Regions from separate parts of the Danio rerio genome. Here region 1 is linked to region 2. A link is a contact called in public HiCAR-type data. All regions are on one chromosome and are shown on one strand. Each heading gives the region's core, a stretch centred on a gene start, on an enhancer-like site or on the middle of the called end of the contact. The rest is flanking DNA. Distances are from core to core; before and after follow the strand shown. Region 1 holds the start of dnajb11 (DnaJ heat shock protein family (Hsp40) member B11). Region 2 overlaps LOC141376156 (a long non-coding RNA gene).

Evidence for each region. HiCAR-type assays count read pairs that join an accessible place to other places.
Region 1: a contact with region 2 is called in a HiCAR-type map of caudal fin, with 5 times the contacts expected there. The contact joins the promoter of dnajb11 here to the enhancer-like site in region 2. A contact is called at or near these places in 4 of 18 Hi-C or Micro-C datasets (caudal fin, embryo and hematopoietic stem cells) and 2 of 4 datasets of contacts at active chromatin or transcription factors (caudal fin and embryo).

Annotation. Positions count from the first base shown.
Region 1 is chr9:34,332,181-34,335,381 of GRCz12tu, reverse strand. It overlaps dnajb11 (DnaJ heat shock protein family (Hsp40) member B11), which reads left to right and starts at 1,748. Exons shown (of 11, transcript NM_198821.1): 1 at 1,748-1,856; 2 at 2,337-2,493. The coding sequence starts at 1,783. rabl3 (RAB, member of RAS oncogene family-like 3) reads right to left here and starts at 1,267. Exons shown (of 8, transcript NM_205733.1): 1 at 1,220-1,267; 2 at 810-901; 3 at 599-728. The coding sequence starts at 1,265.
Region 2 is chr9:34,175,304-34,178,403 of GRCz12tu, reverse strand. All of the region lies in intron 2 of LOC141376156 (a long non-coding RNA gene), which reads right to left. Among named protein-coding and RNA genes, the nearest start is that of satb2, 110 kb to the left of the region's middle. Within about 2 kb of position 1,768, at least 3 of the 62 cell types and tissues checked have an H3K27ac peak or open chromatin away from gene starts, as enhancers often do.

The DNA of each region.
Region 1 (3,201 bases), core at 499-2,998, 160 kb before region 2:
AAAAAATACGAATAGTGGGAGAAGTAGTTAATACTTGGGATTTATTTGAATATTTTTCAAGGTTTTCAGAGTTTTAAATTCTAGTAGTTAGTAGTTTTATAATAGTTTTAGCCTGAATTAGATTTAATTAGATCAGAAAAATTGTTAAAACAGATTATTAAAATTGCATTGGGAAATGTTAAATCACAATTAATTTTGTTACAATACTCAACAACATCATATATTTTCATATTATCATACAGCTCTGGTGCACATTTAAATAGGCATGGGACAATAACCGTTTTCAAGGTATACTGTGGTTTGGAAAAGTCGCGGTTTTAAAACCACCCTAATTTTCTGCTATACCGTTCCTATTGTATATTTAAGATGTTTTATTTTCGTTTTAATTTTTTTAGGACAACAGTATCTCCAGCAGAAAAGATCTCAAATGATGCCGTTTTAAATTGTAATCAAATCTGTGTTTTTGAAACTAATGAAGACAGCAGAAGTCCAAGATTCATTTGAATTATTTAGCCTGACAAGTTTACTGTAACAATATATTTTAAAAGTTTCTCGTAATAAAATATATTGTGTTCAAAGGGGAACACTAATACTTAACCATTAACTGAATTGTAAAACACAGCTCTGGTGCTTTTAACACTGCTGGCACTGCCAACAGATCCTCCAACATCCCAGAGTTCAATGTAGAAAGCCTTCTCTTCTGGAGTGCCTTCTCTGTAGTCATGAACCTGTCCAAAGAATCAAGACTCACTTTGTCATTTTCCATAGCTTTGTGAATTGAAATGAATCACTTTTAATTGACATTATACCCTGACGTCCACTGAGCAGCCCACAGTCCATGAGGGATTCCCCAAAACCTGATTCTGGCAAAGAAGGTGTACAAGAGAGGACTTCCCTACTCCTGTAAACAGACAAACAACACTGATCAGGACAGGATTATTGATGTTCATAATAATTTATTTTACGATTAAAAATACAATTAGATAAAGTTCCCCCTTTTTCACAAAATTAATGAATCTTGATAATAATAATTAAACAACGACTACTAATAAATAAAACGAATATAATATTTCAGTCTCAGCTATGATGTGGTAGCCAACACATAACGTTAGCTTGAGTGTAATATTACATGACGTTACAATATAAATGTGCATTGACATTATATTAAGTAGGTTAACACAAAACAAGGTCGATAGATTATTTTGATCATGTTTATTACCAGAATCTCCCAAAACCAGCACTTTCACCCTGTCCAAAGATGCCATTTCTATACGGAAGTGTAAACTTAACGTTACGTGCATGACAAAATAAAAGTTGCATATATACGTGAAAGAGTCACTGAGCTAAAATACTGAAGAGAATTCTACATAGATCTGTGGATATAGTACATAAAAGTTATTTAAATTAGACCATGTTTAACGTCAATTAAATGTATTTATATAAACTAAAGTTATATTTAAATCATATTAAATAATTGTTCTTGTGTGATTTGTTGTCGAATTTGAAATATTGCTTGCATTTAATGCCAACATGGCTTGGGCTACTAATATAATATAATATAATATAATATAATATAATATAATATAATATAATATAATATAATATAATATAATATAATATAATATAATTAATACAATATAACGATGTTTGCTTCGACTGACTTTTATAACACTTCCTTTCTGAACCTGGGCGGGGATTTGTGACAGAGCAGGAAGAGGCTTTTTGATAGACATCACAGAAAGCCGGTGTGTTTTACTGGACTTCTGAAGGAAACAAGGACCCATGGCTATTAGAGGAATGAAATTGTCGAGTGTCTGTTTTCTGCTTTTATATTTGATACTGACCGTATTTGCAGGGTAAGTGAATATCGTATGGTTTTCGCGTTAGGGTTTAGTTCATTACACTAACTCAGTACTCTGGCTGGTACACATGTTTCACTGTGATTGGTCTACGCCACTGTCCGTGCATCGTGCTAGTGAAGCTCACCAGAAACGACTTCACATTATGTCCTTTATTTCTTGTACTTCAATGCAGAGTTTTAACACCCTGGTTGTTGTTTTGTTTTGTTTAAAATTCGACGCTTATTGTTTAAAACGACTAATAATTGCTGTAATGAAGCTGCCAACTCCTCTGTGAATCTGCATGTTTATGTAACTGTCATATTTATTCCAGGAATATCTGAAGCTTCGTGTTGTTGATTGTATTGCTTTTTTTGGTCATGATGTTAAATGATTAGACACCAGTATCCACGGCTGTTTCTATTCATCAGTATCCTTAAATTAATGAATGGATTGGTGTGTGGTTCAACGTACTTCTGAATTCCTGTTTGTTTTCAGGAGGGATTTCTACAAAATTCTAGGGGTTAGTAGATCAGCATCAGTCAAAGACATTAAGAAAGCCTACAGAAAGTTGGCATTGCAGCTTCATCCAGACAGAAACCAAGATGACCCAAATGCCCAAGACAAATTTGCAGACCTTGGAGCTGCTTACGAGGTAAGCCATTTTATTCAGAGATCGTTTTAACAAGTCATTTTAACTGGAATCTGCTTTTGTTGTAATTGTTACGCTTCATGTGTTGAACAATGCTAATTTCTTCACTCGGTAATATAGGTGTTAAAATGGTCTATTGTGTAATGACGACTTGGTTAGTCTTGCGAACAGTATTCGTAGCTTTAATACAGATATCTAAATTGATGATGTTTTGCGTCCCTATTGTCATATATCATATTTCCAAATCAGAACAAAAGATCAGTACAATCCCCACTGAAATGAATATGACCAGCATGAGCGTTGTTGTTAGAAACGAATCCATGGAGCTCTCTGATTTGTTAGAAGAATTGTGTGGCCGCCTCTGATTGGTTGACACATCTGCTTTTTCTTATTCATTTCATGTGACGTGTAGCGTGTAATAATATACAATGTGTGCAAAATTAAATTGTTACACAATGTTTTTATTTTATTTTAAAAAATGTAGCTCAATTCAATATTATGTTAAGGTGAATTTATTATTTTATTTTCATAAATCAATCAAATATTATATTATGCAACAATTTCACAAAAAAATTGTAATATATATTCACGATTTAAAGTAAAATATTATGACTAATGTTAAATATTCTATAATATATATTCTAAATATTAAAGATTCTAAATATTATATAAGGCTGCACGATATTAGAAAAATTTAACACTGCATTATTT
Region 2 (3,100 bases), core at 519-3,018:
ATTTTCACACAATACCTTTGTAAACACCTAAAAGTTAATTTATTCATTCATTCTTTTTCTTTTCAGCTTAGTCCCTTTATTAATCCAGGGTAACCACATTGGAATCAACCACCAACTTATCCAGCACTTTTTTATGCAGCAGATGCCCTTCCAGCCGCAACCCATCTCTGGAAAACATTCACACACACTCATCCACACACATACACTATGGGCAACTTAGCCTACCCAATTTACCTGTACCGCATGTCTTTGGACTGTGGGGGAAACCGGAGCAACCAGAGGAAACCCATGTGACTGCAGGAAGAACATGCAAACTCCACACAGAAACGCCAACTGACTCAGCTGAGGCTCGAACCAGCGACCATCTTGCTGTGAAGCGACAGCACTACCTACTGCGCCACTGCATCGCTAAAAGTTTATTTAATTTACTTTATTTTAAAATAGAAATATAATTATGCAAAAGTATTGTAATGAGATTTGCACAATGTTTAATTAGCTTTACAATACTAAAATGTCTACATGAACACTTTGCATATGCAGGACTTTTGCCAGCTCATGTGCGTAGTGGAAAGCAAACACCAAAAGGTGCGGATAGCAATAATGAAAATGTATTTATCAGAAAATGCTTACCAAATGTTTATTAAAAATGACTTAAATGTTTAGTTTACAGTAGTTTTGTTTTACAAGTTGTTTTGTATTATAGAACTTAATAATTATTTTTTAAGTTTCTTTAAACATTAGCTTTTAAATGGTGTTTCTTTTTTAATATGGAAATTATTCATAAAATCACTTTGCATTTCCAGTAATATTTACTTTCATAGATATTGTAATCAAGAACAACTTGTCCAACATTTATGTACCTTTTCTATGAGAACAACTGTGTACTTCCATTTCACATTTTTACAAAGGTACAAAACTGTACCTTAAGAAACATTATTTGTACCACTGTGTACCTTTTTTTCTGAGAATTTAGCAAGCAAATTAATGCAGAAAAAGGCATTAATATTTGTTTTATAAATAATAATAAACAGACAATATGCTGGCAAGATGCATTTTAGTAAGTTTCCTATATGTTCAATTTAAGTTATTTTATTTATTAGTATTTATTTATTTATTTTATTTTTTTTCATTGTATTTTAATTGTACAATGTTAATGGTATCAAACTGACTTTCATTGTAAGCACAATGATACTATATGAGATGGATGGATGGATTGTAAAATTTTTCTATTAAAACAATTGTATTAATATTTAATTTCATCAAATAATCTAAAAATATATATATAGCCTTGTTTCACTAAAATATCAAATTGAAAAAAAAACAATAAAATCCCCACTAACAATTAAGTTGAAACTCACAAATAATAATTGCATGTAAATGAACTATATATTAAATATTTGCATTATGATATATATATATATATATATATATATATATATATATATATATATATATATATATATATATATATATATATATATATATATATATATATATATATATATATATATATATACACATATATATTACTTGATTAATATTACTTAACATTAAAATTGTATCAAAATATAATATAAGCACGATAACCATGCAAGTGGCCGTGGGAATGTGTCTTCCCTGTGGGCACTGGGTGAAATGTGCCTACTCTTTATGTGGTCAAAAAGATCCATTCTCCTTCTGGTGCCCTGCTCTGTCCACTGTTTCTGACCTCAGCTGGCCCGGAGAGCAGGCGCCAGTGTGAGGCCAGCGTGAACTCGACGTGGTCACTATATGGCCCACAGTGCCTGCCCTGCCCCGCCCCTCAGAGAGCAGACAATCAGGGGCCACTGGTCATTGTCACCAGGGCGTGACGACCGCACATGCCTTAGGAAAAACAGTTCACCGCCATCATTTCTTCACAACTTCTCAGATACAAATCTAAAAGAATAAAAGGTGAGGGATTTTCCATGAAATGGCAAGCATGTTCAATTATTTGTGGCCACTGATTCGCCTGCTATAATTATGGGGATTGTGTTGTTTACATGAAGGCAGAAGCTCTTGGATGAGCGTTTGGGATGTTCGCTCAACTCTGTAATAGAGTGGAACTGGAAAAGCCATGATGGATTTTGAAATTTTTTTTTAGGGGAAGTGCACCATTACGGCAACTGCACACTCCCTGCACTTAACCGCAGATTCCAGATCAGCTCTTTGCACTATGTGGTTATTGCAGCCATGGTCACTAAACTGGCCTGGGATCAGCGTAACAGGTTAGGGTTTGCTTTACTGTGGAGCGTCCATGGTTTTGTGGTGTTCTGATTATGGTCACAAAGTGTCACCTTCAATGCCTTTCCCACTTTTTCTCACAAGCCACACATGCAGACCGAAACACATACACACACACACTGCAGAAACACTTTCTCAACACATTTGTGTACTCATAAAAACGCATTCCAAATGGTTCCCTTAAACTTATGATAGCAATTACTGCTGCTATTTTACACGGATACAGAGTGTATTTTGATTAGTCTATAATTTGATGGGTTGCTGTCCTTGCATAGCAGTGACAGTGATGTGAGATAGTAGAAAACAACAGGACACAAACTAGGTTTCACTTATCATGACATTACTTAAAAATGACGACTCCTCTGTATTGATAAAGAACACACTTGTGAAGAAGATTGCATTTACTGAATTGTGTTATTCCATTCAACACGTTTAAATAAAACAAAGCAGAATAAAATAAAGTAGTACCTCATTCAGTTTTCAGAAAAGTAAAAATATATATCTTACAGCATTAAACTATCCAAATGAACCTAAGATTCAAGACCTCTCACTCTCTCTCCTTAGAGCTTTCTAGTTAATACAATACATGAGTATCTTGACAATAACACTGTGTGAAACCCAAAAAGTTAAGGTGACAAACTATTTAGAGAAACCGATTGCAACAAACAATTAACTTCAAAAACTAATCCCAATGAGTACTGTGAACTTCCATTTGAGTAAATGAAGCAATTTGAGCACAGTAAAACCCAATAAATGAAAAGAACTCAAAACCATTTGAGAACTACATGAAATGAACATTCATTTCATTTGATAAAGCTGACTGTTGGGTTTTACAGTG